2 separate regions of the Mus musculus genome follow, and region 1 is linked to region 2. Evidence: chromatin contacts called from public promoter capture Hi-C data. All regions are on one chromosome and are shown on one strand. The core of a region is the stretch at or near the end of the contact, and the rest is flanking DNA. Distances in the headings are between cores, read along the strand shown. Region 1 holds the start of Dlx1 (distal-less homeobox 1). Region 2 overlaps Gm38528 (a long non-coding RNA gene).

The links. Promoter capture Hi-C pulls out the DNA fragments that hold promoters and counts their contacts.
Region 1: a promoter capture Hi-C map of embryonic stem cells shows a contact between it and region 2, with 3 times the contacts expected there. The contact joins the promoter of Dlx1 here to the enhancer-like site in region 2. A contact is called at or near these places in 17 of 39 promoter capture datasets (the 3T3-L1 cell line, 3T3-L1-derived adipocytes, the C10 cell line and 12 more), 5 of 115 datasets of contacts at active chromatin or transcription factors (SST interneurons, T-cell acute lymphoblastic leukemia, embryonic forebrain and 2 more) and 1 of 9 other capture datasets (embryonic tail).

The regions. Positions count from the first base shown.
Region 1 is chr2:71,524,114-71,531,191 of GRCm38.p6, forward strand. It overlaps Dlx1 (distal-less homeobox 1), which reads left to right and starts at 5,332. Exons shown (of 3, transcript NM_010053.2): 1 at 5,332-6,193; 2 at 6,844-7,043. The coding sequence starts at 5,881. Metap1d (methionyl aminopeptidase type 1D (mitochondrial)) reads left to right here. Exons shown (of 10, transcript NM_025633.3): 9 at 604-682; 10 at 770-1,078. The coding sequence ends at 848. It also overlaps Dlx1as.
Region 2 is chr2:70,707,887-70,714,826 of GRCm38.p6, forward strand. It overlaps Gm38528 (a long non-coding RNA gene), which reads left to right. Exons shown (of 4, transcript XR_866403.3): 2 at 1,857-1,916; 3 at 3,154-3,237; 4 at 3,926-4,754. It overlaps Tlk1 (tousled-like kinase 1), which reads right to left. Exons shown (of 20, transcript NM_172664.3): 20 at 4,521-6,279. The coding sequence ends at 6,103. Among named protein-coding and RNA genes, the nearest start is that of Gm38528, 7.0 kb to the left of the region's middle. Within about 2 kb of position 1,330, at least 19 of the 459 cell types and tissues checked have an H3K27ac peak or open chromatin away from gene starts, as enhancers often do. A contact at or near this core is called in embryonic stem cells and trophoblast stem cells, where this site is marked.

The DNA.
Region 1 (7,078 bases), core at 4,082-6,581, 820 kb after region 2:
TTTTTTCATTAACACCCAGTAACTAGAGGCGATTAAGTCCCTTGCTCTCTGTCAGCAAGTGGCATGCGCTCCATGGTGGCCCATTCCTGGCTGATGGCATGATTGGTGTCACCAACAAATTCCAATCACCTAGGGCCAGCAAGGCCTCCTAGTTCTGACTGTAGGACTTAATGGAGAAGCAATTAGAGTAAAATAAGAAAATTGTTATTTGCTGATTAATGAACATTTTGAGCATGTTTTAAAAATTCAAATATTTTTTAAAAACTGACTGGAATTTATAAGAGGGACTGGTGTTTGGGTGGTTATTATCCACAGGGTCCTAATTAAGGCTTGATTAAAATGCCCTTCTTTCTCAAAAAAAAAAAAAAAGAATTATGAACCAGGCAACTTCATACATTCTTTTAAATGATGTTGCGTTTCCTCTCCCTACTGTTTAGTTTATAGTGTACTGTGTAAGCAGCATCAATTATTAGCCCTTATAAGATGACAACACCAACTGTGGGTAAAACACTCAGGGAGGGAGGGGCCTCCTTATAACCTCTCTCTCTCTCATGTTACTTACTGAAACAATATCTACTATACTAAATAGTTTCTCTCCTACAGAGCCAATCATCACTGAAGGTTCCCCAGAATTTAAAGTCCTTGAGGACGCATGGACCGTGGTCTCCCTAGACAACCAAAGGTGTTTGCCCTGTGATTTTTGAACTGTTGGGGAAAGGGAAGGCCGAGGCACACTGCAGTGTCCCGACAGCAGCCCCGTGTGTTTCAGGTCTGCGCAGTTCGAGCACACAGTCCTCATCACGCCAAGGGGAGTGGAGATACTGACCAAACTGCCACAAGAAGCCTGAGAATCGGCCAGAAGGCCACCAAGACCCAGAGGACTGAGAAAGCATCCCCAGGCCACACACAAGTCTGCAGTGTCTAGGAGAAAACGCAGAGAGGACGGGCTCTGGGGACTCAGGTCCAACAGGACAGCCCTTGTGGCTAGAAAAACAAACCTCCCTTCCTGGGCAGGTGGTTCGCCCTTTTCCTGTCCATATTCCGCCCAAGTTTAAAAAAAAAAAAAAAAAAAACTCTCAAACCTATTGTGTCCAGTCTGTACGTGTGGCAGCTACAGAGGGGGAGGGGCAGGTGATTAGTTTTAGAGTCTCCAAACTTTAACATGCATGCAGAAAGGGAAACAAAAACAAAACAAAACCCAGAACTCTTTCTTTAAACTCTCTTTTACTCTGGTTCACCCGCCCCCACCCCACCCTTGTTGATCTTAACATGGCTGAGCTGTGGGCACTTCCAGAGGCAAGCACCTGCTTCCACCCCAATTTCCTCTTCATTGAGGTTTGCCCCAGAGAGGATGAGCCAGGGAGCATTGCCTGCAAACGTTGTCTTGACTGTGGACCATAGGTTTAGGCTTTCTGAAGATGTGAGCAGTCCAAACCCCTTACAGATCCCTGAGGCTCTTCACCAGCAGCCAGCCATGCTTGATCCCCCTGCCAGCCTGAGACGCTCCCCCCACTAGACCATTTGTTGTACTAAAAATTTAAGCTGCAACCCCATTCTTTAGATTTTGAGTTTAGAGCCCAGCTAGTCCTTAAATTGTCCTCTCCTGACTGCAGTCCTGGGACAGGCTTCCCTGGGCTATACAAATCAGGTATTCCTGAGACTTCACAGGATCTCTGAGAGAAAAGACACCAGGCACATTTGAGATAAGGTCCTAGTTGGGCTCATCTGGAACTCCGTTTTAACTATGGATCAACTTGCCTGCAGGGCCCACCTGCTTCAGGAGCAGAAATACATTCCTGCCCAAAGCACTCTGCTTTCCCTTGTTGTCAGAGATCTGTTGAACCTACCTTCAGGGTGGGCTAGGCTGGGCCTCACAGGAAGACAGTCCTCACAGGAAGACAGTCCCCTCTGGGCATGGCCAGCGGGGGGCAAGAACATCAGAACCTCTGTGAACTCTGGCTTGTGTTCATGCAAATGGCCAGGTGGCCCGAGTCCTTAATAGGGCTTGGATCGTCTGGGGAGCCAAGGAGATTTTACATTTGCCAGGATTGATAGCATAGAGGCACCCCCAGGGAGTTAGCAGGACACCCAGAGCCATGGAGGAGGAGGTGGGAAGCTGGGGACAAGTACTGCCCACAGTGGTACATTTCAGCTCTCCTCTAAACTTGGGAATTCATCCATGGTCCCCAACTCCCCAGATCAGTTTGTCTACATCTAGAGATGTAGAGAGTTGTGTGGCGGCAATTCTAAACCGACTTTGTTTGAGGGTAAGAAGGAATGGGGAATTTTAAAGATCAACTGGCAAACTTTTGAGGTGTTCTGGAATTCGCCAGGCAGAGACTCAGAGACTGAAGCTGTGACCACGGAGCATCCATATTCCCTAGAGAGGATCAGGGCCAGCTGCCTTAAAGATACTTGCCAGAGAATGACTTCACTTCTTTTCTAGAGCAATCAGATTAGCATGTAGTGTCTTTATCTGCAGATCAGTTTACTCTTAGGTCCCCCTAAGGATAGTTTTATTAGGACCACAGGATTTCACCAACCACTGGGACAATTATTGCAGGTGAAGGTATTTATGGGGAAGGTATATAATCTGATTTAGTAATCTAGCCTGTGCTGCTAAACGCAGCAGCTCTGTAGGAAACAAACTTAAAGGAATTTTGTGTAATGTTCTTTGAAGTTAAGACTGAGAAGTAGGGTTCGTTTTTTTGTTTTGTTTTGTTTTTGTTTTTTAAGAGCCTCCTCTCTTCCACTTCCTCATCAGCTGACCAACTAAATTGACCTGACGCCTAACCCTGAACCGCAGGGATTCCAGACAGGAAGTGTAAGCTGGCTACCTGAGCTGTTGGCTCCTGAGGTGACTCCCGTGAGTTCTGCTCCCGATCTGGAACCTTCAGGACCAATGGGAGAGTCTAAGTTCCTTTCATACTTGGGCTGGCAAAGGTCTGAGCATTTTGGAGCAGGTGTGTCACTTTAGAGTTGGGTCAGTTGGAGGACTGCACACCGGGACTCACAAAGTAGAGATAAGATCTCACTTCCTGAAGTTTGCTGAGGCCTGTACACTCTTTCAGGGACCCGGCTCAGTTTCTCCCAAGACTTGCTTCCTTGAGTTAGGAAATAATTCTCAAGTGTGCTCCCTCACCTACACACAGCTCAGTTCTAAATGTGGCCAGACTCTGAAACCCTATCGTGCCCACCCGTTCCCAGTAGCCAGCCTGGCCTCCTGCTCTGCTAAGTGGAAGGACAGAGCACCTAGTAGACCCATGGTCGCTCTCTGGTTCCCCAACCCAACCAGTCTCTGGGATAAACTGGTCCTAGGCAATCCGGCCATCCGACGTCCCCATACCTTGCACTAAATTCCAAGAGACACCAGTCCAGTTTTCCCCATCCCAACCCCGGCGCACAACCGCAGCGATCACTTACATGGGCAAGGCCCGCAAGGCGAAGAGACCTTCGGTTCAGATGGCATCCAAGCGGCTGCGTTGGGCGCACAGGACGGCACTCCACACCCCAAAACAGGCACTAAGAAGGAGCTATTAAAATCGCGAGTACGACAGGAAGACCAGGACGAGGCGAGTTGGAGTTCTTAGTTGGTTGGTGTTACAAAGCCTCACCTTGTGGTTTGGCGATTAAGGAAAAAACAAAAACAAAACAAAAAACCTTTCAGGCGATGGCAAACCCTTTATTGGTTTACGAATTTTGGACTGTTGTTTTTTGTTTTGTTTTTTTCCTCTTTCTTTTGTTTTTCTCTTTTGCTCCAACCAACATGCTGCATGAAATGTTTCTGCGCACAGCCTCATGCCTTTAATCAGAAGAGGAAATCTTTAGGCAGGAGCTGCTGCTGAAGGAGAGAGAGAGAGAGAGAGAGAGAGAGAGAGAGAGAGAGAGAGAGAGAGAGAGAGAGAGAGAGAGAATGAGAATGAATCCCCTGTACTCATATCTGTAACGACATCACCGATGTAATTTGTTTTGAATGTTCATTTTTATTGGTGTTCCCTCTGCCAAAATGTGCTTGATTACAGAGGTCTCCCTGTGATCACTGTGCACTCCAGATAGGGGAAGGTGCCGCGGCGCAGGTTCAGCTCAGGCCAGATCAAATCCCCGGGCTGTTTAACGCTGAAAGGCTGCATGTTGCTATTAGTGTTAAATATATGGCTAATTATGCGTATGAAAATTAAACATCAGTGTTATGCTAATGGGGCGCCTTCAGCTGCGGATCTGAGCACTTGAGACTACCATTTAATCAAATGAATCAGTAACTAATACGTGTGCACGTGTGAACTTTCACAAGATCATTTCCCCCGGTCCCCGTCACACCGCTAAATTATGAAAGAAATAATTATCAACACTTTCTAATTACCTAACAAAGTAATTTGGGATTCATCGTGGGGCTGGCGGGATTGGGAACCAACAGTCCCTAGCAACCAGCGTAGTTTGCGCCACGCGAGGTGGTGTGTGGTAGTAGTGGGGGGGTGGAGTGCGAGAGAATCTTTTGTGCACTTTTCAACACTTGCACCCAGATGGTAGACAGCGCGCTTTGGCAGCTCTTTCCTTCACCAGCTTCCCCACCTCACCCCCGGGCCCGGAGGCTCCAGCTTTGGCCACTGGAGGTGAGGAAGAGATCGGGCGACAGAGAGGGGCATATCTAAACACAAATATTCAAGCCTACCACTGATCAGGATTTGCTGAGGGTGTCGGTGTCTCCCTAGGACTCCCAAACCCCAAGTACTCTGGCCAGACCCCAGGAGGTCGGAAAATGACCACCTGGCAGGAGTTCGATGCACCAGCCACCAGGCGACTGCGGGCCCTCAGGACTCCACGCTGAGCCGCGCCCTCGGGGCGAGTGAGCCCGGGGCTCGTGGCTCAGGGGGAGTGGAGAGGGGAGGGGGAGGCAGGAAGGTTGGGAGGGAAAGGAGGGGGGAGGCGGTGCGGCCGCCTTTCCTGGGTGGAGAAGCGTGGGTTCCTGGCTCTCCACGCGCACTGCTTTGATCAGACCCGTGCAGCCTCGAGCTGGAGTGGCCAGCTGGGCCTGGAGAGATGCGAGCAAGCCCCTGGGAACGGTGGCAACGGCGGGGCGGCGGCCGAGTGAGTGAGTTGGGCCAGAGGGCCCCCAAACCCAGATCCCCGGGATGTGGCCGAGAGAACCCCAACCTGGGAGGCGCGGCCTGGAGCGCGCTGAGCTAGGCACAAGACGCTCAGAAGGACCGCTGGCTGCAGGCTACCTGGGTTGTCGCCCAGTGCGCGACTCCGCGATCCAGAGACCGCGGCCGGACTCTGGAGCGGCGCTCCGCACCGGACTAGGTGACCTCAAGAAGAAGTGGTCCGGGGTCCCAGGCGTTGGGGGCGGGCGAAGGGTGGGGACAGCAAGGGGGAGGGCGACGGCAGGGCGCGGCTGGTTGGTTTCTGGGGCGGGAAGCGCGCGAGGGAGGCGGGAGGCTGGAGTCGCGCGCCTTCGAGGTTCCTGCGCGGACGCCGCAGCCCATTGTGCGTCCCGCTCCGCGCGCTCTGTTGCAGAGGAGCCCCGGCCGGGACGTGTGGACCGGATTCTCCCCAGGCCGGGCCGCGTCGCCCGCTCTAGTCCAGCCGAGCCCGAGCTTCTCGGACCAATCCCCGGTGATTATGCAAGAGAGCCGACCAATCAGCTCCACCAGCTCATGAATATTTATGACCTTGGCTGAGTCAAAGCTTTGAACCGAGTTTGGGGAGCTCGGCAGCATCATGCTTAGACTTTTCAAAGAGACAAACTCCATTTTCTTATGAATGGAAAGTGAAAACCCCTGTTCCGCTTAAATTGGGTTCCTTCCTGTCCTGAGAAACATAGAGACCCCCAAAAGGGAAGCAGAGGAGAGAAAGACCCACACCCAGACCCCGCGAGAAGAGATGACCATGACCACCATGCCAGAAAGTCTCAACAGCCCCGTGTCGGGCAAGGCTGTGTTTATGGAGTTTGGGCCGCCCAACCAGCAAATGTCTCCTTCTCCCATGTCCCACGGGCACTACTCCATGCACTGTTTACACTCGGCGGGCCATTCGCAGCCCGACGGTGCCTACAGTTCGGCCTCATCCTTCTCCCGACCGCTGGGCTACCCCTACGTCAACTCGGTCAGCAGCCACGCGTCCAGCCCCTACATCAGTTCCGTGCAGTCCTACCCCGGCAGCGCCAGCCTCGCCCAGAGCCGCCTGGAGGACCCAGGTACGTGCGCTTGCCAGGGACAAGGAGAGAAGGGAAGGAGAATAGGAGAGAGGGGGAGAAGGGGAGGGGGAAAGAGAAAAGACAAGAGAGTGTGGGGTAGAGAGGTGGGTGGGGGTGGGGAAAGCGCGGAAGTAGTAGAGGTTTCGGATATCAATCTGTGGATCCTTGTCACTGAAAAGAAAAAAATTATAAGTCAATTCAATTTACAACTGTCCAGCAAAGGATAAATCCGAGCGCGTCTCCTGGCACTGGCTGGGCCTCTGGGCCGCTCGGTGCGCCGAGCACACAATGCCCTGCTGGAAAACAGAAACCCACATGTGCACGTATTAGTCTCGGTAATTATTTATTGCGTAGCGCTATAAACAATGTATGCAATTAAGGGTAATTAAACCTCAACTACCGCCTGCAAAAAATAGCAAACTTTCTCTGCAAAGGCAATAGCTGCGCTCTTGGGAACGACCCAATTCTGTCTGCAGCAGCCAGGGACGTGCGCTCGGACCTTGAGGGACCTTCGCAGTCTTTCAGGGTTTCTTGAACGTTCTTTTCCGGACCCTACTTCTGCCAACCCATCCATAGACATTCATTCTCGTCCCTCCTCACTAAAGGCAGTGCAGCATTAACAAGGGTCTCTGCTTCTGTTGTCCCTCCAGGGGCGGACTCCGAGAAGAGTACGGTGGTGGAAGGCGGCGAGGTGCGCTTTAACGGCAAAGGGAAAAAGATCCGTAAACCCAGGACAATTTATTCCAGTTTGCAGTTGCAGGCTTTGAACCGGAGGTTCCAACAAACTCAGTACTTAGCTCTGCCTGAGAGGGCGGAGCTGGCGGCCTCCTTGGGACTCACACAGACGCAGGTACCTGGCCGCTCTGCCAAACAAGCCTCGGGAGC
Region 2 (6,940 bases), core at 80-2,579:
AAGCATCCTTACAAATCAGCCCATTTAATACTAAAGGTCAAGACCTTCTTTTAGAATTAAAAAGGAAAGAAACCCAACAAAATAAAATTACACTTTAACATAGCTCTTTCTCCTAAAAGACAAAACCCCACCAAAAAACAAAAACCATGTGCATTGCTGGAGGGAAGCAAAGATAAGTAAGGTAAACACGCTATTGATTAATGCACACATAAGATAATCCTGCCCATGCTTTTTAGATTCCGTAACTAATATGGCCACTCCTGGGGAACTCCGAATCTTGATGAATGTGTTCTGATAATGCTGAGGGGGCAGGGTCTCTTCAAAGAGGTTTCTTTTAGACTTGAAACTATGTTTCGGAGCTGAAACTGTGTCTGCTAGATAACCTATTCTTCTGAAAAAGCTTTACAAACTGAAGGAAAACCCATTCCTACTGGAGAGTTAAAATTGTCATGGGAAAAAAAATGTTAACAAGCCAGCCACCAGTGTTAGTGTCCACCGTGGCTGCAGATCCACAGAGCACAAAGTGGGGAGCAGCATTTACCTGGGAGACAGAATCCAACCTACCCAACTGTGCCCCACCCCCATGTGCTAAGGCAGTTGAGGGACTCTTGAGAGCCACAGGCAGGCCTCATACTGACTGTCATGCCCAGATATGGGTTCAAAAGCACATCAAAACCAGGGGCTGGCTGCTGCCCAGTCGTCCATCTCTTCTTAGGGCCGCCCAATGGCTGGCTGGGGGGGCCTGGAGGGGGGTGTCTCTAACCCTCACTCAGGTGTGGGTTCCTGTGCTAGGTTCCTGCTAGGCAGGGGCAGTTAGTAAAGTTTACAGATGTGGAAGCCTCCCATAGAAGTTAGTGACTATGCTCACACTAATAAACTAATATGGAAGACAAAGCCACAGCTGACTTCCAAGCCAGAGACGCCAGCCTCCTCCACCCCGTCCCCACATTATCCTTTTCCTGAATCTTTAAAAAGAACGTATGAATTTGGTCATTAGTAGACAAGATAATTAAAAAATTGAAACACCTAAAACCACAGCTAAACACCACATTCATTTTTCAGCAACTTTAGTGTCTAAGTTTGATGACTACCCTGTCTTACAGAAGACCTTGGTATCGCCTGCTAAGTGGATGAATTAACACATATACAGCAGGCAATTAACTCAGATGAGATGGTGGGGTCATGGTTTGGCCTAAGGCTTTCCCAACAGTCAAGGAGCCTTGAAGCTTACATGAAAATCTGAAATGGATTCTGTGTGGAAGGCAGGCTGTGCTGAGTGCTCCCATGGTGGCATGCGTGAGGGGGCGGGAAGTGTGCGTGAGGGGGCGGGAAGCACGCCTGAGGGGGCAGGGGTGCGCATGCTTTTCAGTCCTTAGACGTGGAGAGACGCACTGAAGCTTTTCCAAACTTCCAGAACTTTTTTTGAGTGAGCTACTGAGTCAGTTCCAAGGCTCTCCTTAGGAAGAGAACAGTGGGCAGGGAGAAGCCCAGAGCTACTTTCTGGCTCCTCCATGGGGAGGCATCAACACCCCGGAAGCCTCTCTGGGGAGGGCACACAGGTCCTACTGGTGGGTGGCCCGCCTGCAGAAGGCATGGGAACACAGCAAGGACAGCACTGGTTTGCACTCACCTTCATCTTACCTGAAATGAGCTTAGTCACAAGGGTGCGCTCCAGTGACTCAGCACCAACAGTGAGTGCTGACAGCGTTCCAACACTTTTCTTTAGGTTTGCTCTTTTATGATGATATAAAAAGTCACACTTGCTCTTTGATTTTTGTCACCACTGAAAAGTGACATTTCAGGCTTCCAAAGATAGATAGATAGATTGGTCTGTCTGTCTGTCTACCTTTTTATAGGCCCAGCCAGGCTATAATGCTCTCTCTCTCCTCCACACATCCCTGATTCCGAGGTTGCAGGTATGTGTTATGATGCCCAGCTCCTTCTCTCTCTCTCTCTCTCTCTCTCTCTCTCTCTCTCTCTCTCTCTCTCTCCCTCCCTCCCTCCCTCCCTCCCTCCCTCCCTCCCTCCCTCCCTCCCTCCCTCCCTCCCTCTCTCTCTCTCTCTCTCTCTCTCTCTCTCTCTCTCTCTCTCTCTCCTCTCTCTCTCTCTCTGTGTGTGTGTAGCCCTGGCTGTCCTGGAATTCATTTTGTAGACCAGGCTGGCCTTGAACTCAGAAATCTGCCTCCCGAGTGCTGGGATTAAAGGTGTGCGCCACCACCGCCTGGCCCGTCTCTCCTCTTCTGATGCATCAGTGAGCATGTGGCTGTTACGTCAGCTTCCTCTATTGAAGAGCAGTCCGTCCATCCACCCATCTTACTTCAAACGACTGAGACACAGAAAGATAACGGAAAAGCACAGCAGAGCTCTGCGCATAGCCATCACTGGCCACAGCAGGGTCCTTCTAGCCCAGCTCTGGGTATCCCCTCCAGAATCCTTTCCTAGGGACAGAGAACCTAGACAACAGCTGTTACCATCCTGCTTCCAAAACTGTGGTGAGGTTTCTGTGCCTGGAGGCGTGGGCCTGCGCAGGTGATTCACATCCAAGCTCAAGGCCCAAGAGGGCTCAGGCCAGGGCCACACACCCTGCTCGTCACTGGAGACTTTGGTTTTATAAAAATAAATCTTGAATTCGGTTTATACACTCAAATCTTACTTATTGAAAATTTTTTACAGGGTGTCTTAGTGTGGGAAAGCTCTAAATGAGTCTTCTGCGACCAGATTGCCTCTGGGCTGGGCACATATGTGCGACTCCGCTCCTAGGCAGAGGTTTTCTCTCTGGCCTTGTCTGGGGTATTCTAAGCCCCACACTTGCCTCTACCGAGGAATGTCATTTAGCCTTGGTTAGTTTGCAGGATCGATTTCCTTTCTCCTGATAAACCTAGTCATTCAACCTGCATCCAAGACTACCAAGAGGATTCCCCATGCTAATGAGGCATTCTAGGTCCCTTAAAGTCCTCAGCCAATAATGGCCTTTGCTCATCTTGGATGTCCCTACCCTCAGTCCCCCAAACTTTATAAACCTTCAGTCACTCTGAGTAAAGTTGGTCTGCCTACTGACAAGCAGTCCCTGTGGGCATGCACTGTACACACTCAGGGGGCTTCCGAACCCCAACCCCCTCGACAGCTCTGCTATCTTTGCTCTTGTGTTCTTAGGGTTATACTGCTGTGAAGAGAACCATGAACAAGGTGACTCATAAAGAAAAACATCTGGCTGAGGCTGGCTTACAGTTTCAGAAGGTTAGTCCGTTATCATGGCAGCATGCAGGTAGACATGGTACTGGAGAAACAGATGAGAGTGTTCCACATCTTGATCCGAAGGCACCCAAATGGAGACTGTTCCACACTGGGAGGAGATTAGGCATATATATGACCTCTAAGCCCACCTCCAGAGTGACACACTTCCTTCAACAAGGCCACATCTACTCTAACAAGGTCATACCTCTTAGTAGTGCCATTTCCTATGGGCCAACCACTTAAACACACTAATCTATGGGGACCAAACCTATTCAAACCACTACACTGAGTGAAGTAGCCCACACATAATTCCAGCATTCTGGAGGCTGAGGCAGGAGGATTGCTATCAACTTTGAGGCCAGCTTGGACTACATAACCAGACTCTAGATAAAGTAATTAATGGGGGTGGGGGGAGGAGGTAAGATAAGTGGAGATGCATTTTGGGTGGGAAAGCCAATTCAGATACAAATGGACAAGCTATACACACTCAAAAACCACTACAGAATGAGCCAAAATCCAAAAATTCAATTTAGAAACTAGCTGTCAAAGCAGTTTTGGAATTAGGCTAAATATTTTAAAACACTGAAATTCAGTGTATTCAGAAGAAAAATTATTTTAAAAACATGGAAATTTACAGTGATACTAGAAAAGGACCTGATGTGTTCACATTTAAACTCAAGTTCTTTTGTAGGAAAAGATGGTGGCCATCCGGAAAACCAACCACATCTCCCACCCTCAACGTGATGTCGTCCTGGCAGCCTCTGCTCCTTTCAACATCCATGTGTTTATTAAAGTGCACACACTTACTGTTTTTTGGTGGGCAGTATGCTGAGGACTTAGCCCATGAGCTAAGTTCAAAACTCTCCCAGTAAACTACTCCCAATAAACTCCAACCCAGGGATGAGAACTGTGCACTTTATCTGCAGTGATGACTCCAGAAGACAAGAAAACAGCTAGCACCTCAAGACAAATGGGTAGAAACTGCCAGAGTAACATGGACATTATTTAGCAGCTAGCACCAGTTCCTCACAAAGGTTATACTGGTTCACTGAGCCCAAGTATTAGTAGGCTATTTAAATCTACATTTGGAAAAACTTAGAAGACATGGGTACGTTATCTCCGATACTCTTATTAATATTTTTTCTAAACTTTGTTTTTAACTTTAACAACCTGAAACACTTCCTGCTTGTCCTGAGTATGCATAAGGAATTTACCTGCCTTTTAAGTAAAGCAGCTATGTTATTACCCTCAATCTTAAGGGTTCTTTGAGTGTAATTTTCACAGTCTTTACATTTTTACTGTCATTGTTTATTACTGTTTGGCTACATTCTCTATAATTCCAGCAGCATCTTAAACAGACAGTGTGTCTATGTACAATGAAAACAAACAAACGAAATGGCTTGCAACACCAGGTAAGAGCCACAGTGTAACTGTACATGTTAGGGGCGGCTGGCAGGGATAGCCTGTTGTCTGCACCATGGACAACTTACATGTAAGTCTCGGCATTATGAATTTGACAATAAAGAAAAAAAAATCCTTTCAAGAATGAAATACAGCATCCCCAAAAAAATATTGGTTTCTACCACACAAGGTAGTTAGAAAATGTTCACATTTTAACAAATCTGTACAAACCACGAGAAACATTCTATGGGACTATCATCCCACCTTGATGCTAAGAACTTTCTAGAAATGTAGAATAACCATGAACAATTTATAAATCTAGTTTCTATGTGTTCCACAGCTCCAGAACCTAAAAAACTGATTTGAAGAACTCAATATGCCCAGCATGGATCACTGCACATGCCTTGATTGTTAACGAGTGCCTGCTTTTAATATCTCTCTATGATGTACAGTCAACTTGTGCCTTCAAGGTCATTCAATTTTTTATAGCAAAAAAGCAATATCATTTAGCAGCAATTAAAGCGCCTTCAAGAAGACTTAAAAAAAATACAATATCCAATTAGAAAAGCCGTATTTTTAAACATTTGTACAAGAATAAGCTGCTGAAACTCAGTAATTGTAATCCGACATCTGTACAGTAGTTTACAATAGAGCCAGAAGGGAATTCATCATTATCCTGCATACAACTGGCCTGCTTTTGGTTACACACTGTCTTCTGTTTTAATGAACCAGGCCTGAAAACAAAAGAAAAACGCCTGTTAATCTAACCCACTGAAAGCCCTGGAAATACTATCATTTAGTAACTTCAACTGATTTGAAATAGGCAGCTCTTTGTGTTAAAGGTGTAAAGTGTCCAGAAACGACAGCTTGCCTTTAACATAACCGGTTAAGGGGTCGGGGGTAGGGCGGCGGACCACTGACACGTGATCTCGAGGTACAACTTGGTAAAAGTCAGAATAGGCAAATGACAAAGTCTCCAACTGTCCAAAGACCCTAACTCTCACATTCTGTTATAAACACAGCGGCTGCTGTCACTCAGTTCTTGCTTTGGTTTCTGTAGATCAGCTGCCGAGTGCTGACGCTGTACCAGGCACTGTAGCTCCCGGGTTACAAATGTCTCCTCATTTTTCCATGTGTTCTTAAATAATGAAAAACTACCCTTCATATTACAACTCTCTGGTAACAATCAAATATATTTAAGTATTATAAACGTTATTTACAGAGTCCCCTTGTTCTACTGTAACATGGTATTCCTGTTTCGTGCTGCTCCAGGGCAGTGAGGAGTGAGTGTGTACTTAGTCACTGTCCATGATCCACTCTCACACAAGGACTCCTTGGAGAGCTTAGTTCACAAACACTTCTTAACCATGTCCATGTAAAAATACCACAAACAGTCCAATGCAGTCAAATTCAAGTGTGCATCTGGAAGCCAATCAAAGAGAAGAGGTCATGCCAATCTTAGAGGAGTCAGTAAGTAATTATGCTTGAAGAAGGAGGTGTGGGAGTTGCTGTCAGCCCAGACATATGTAAGTTTCCTGAAGAATTTGATCTTCTCATGTGTGGCAGAAGGTATGGGTCATTTGCCAGCTGGTGCACATCAAATCGATCTTCTTTTCGGTAAGCCAAACAGCGTCTTATGAAGGCCTTTGAAAGAGAGAGATAGCAACACAATCATCTCCTACCTTCTAATACCACCAACCCACCAACTCCCACAGCAGCAAGGACAGTTAGAGACTACAGACAGGTCAGCTTTTACAGAAGTTCAAACCTTAACAACTTTTGGGGTAACAATGACATTTTTCCTCCAATTGCAACCCTCCAGTGGCACCCCCCGGGCACATCATAGGCTCAATCAGTATTGCTTTCCTTGGATGTATTGCTGCAAAGTTTTATTTCTACTTACAAAATTCTTTATTTTCACTTTATGTTTACTTCATGTGCATTGGTATTTTCCCTGCAAGTCTCTGTGTGAGGGTGTCAGTTGTCAGCTGTCATGTGGGTGCTGGGAACTGGACCCAGGCTCTCTGAACAACAGCCAGGGTGCTTAACCACTGAGCCATCTTCCCAGCCCCAACAACATTCTTAAGATAGCTTTTGTTTGTATTTTTTTCTGACTCTAATCACATTTTGTTTTCAGTTTTGTTTTGTCAAACTGTAGGAAGCCATTCTTAGCCTCAATCTCTTCCTCTAGTCAGTGTGACTGTCTTTAATGAAGAGCACATTGACACAGAAGTCCCATTAGGGTTTCTGTTTCCTAGGTCAACTCTGCATCTTTAAATTTTATTTTTATTTTTGGTTTTCTTTT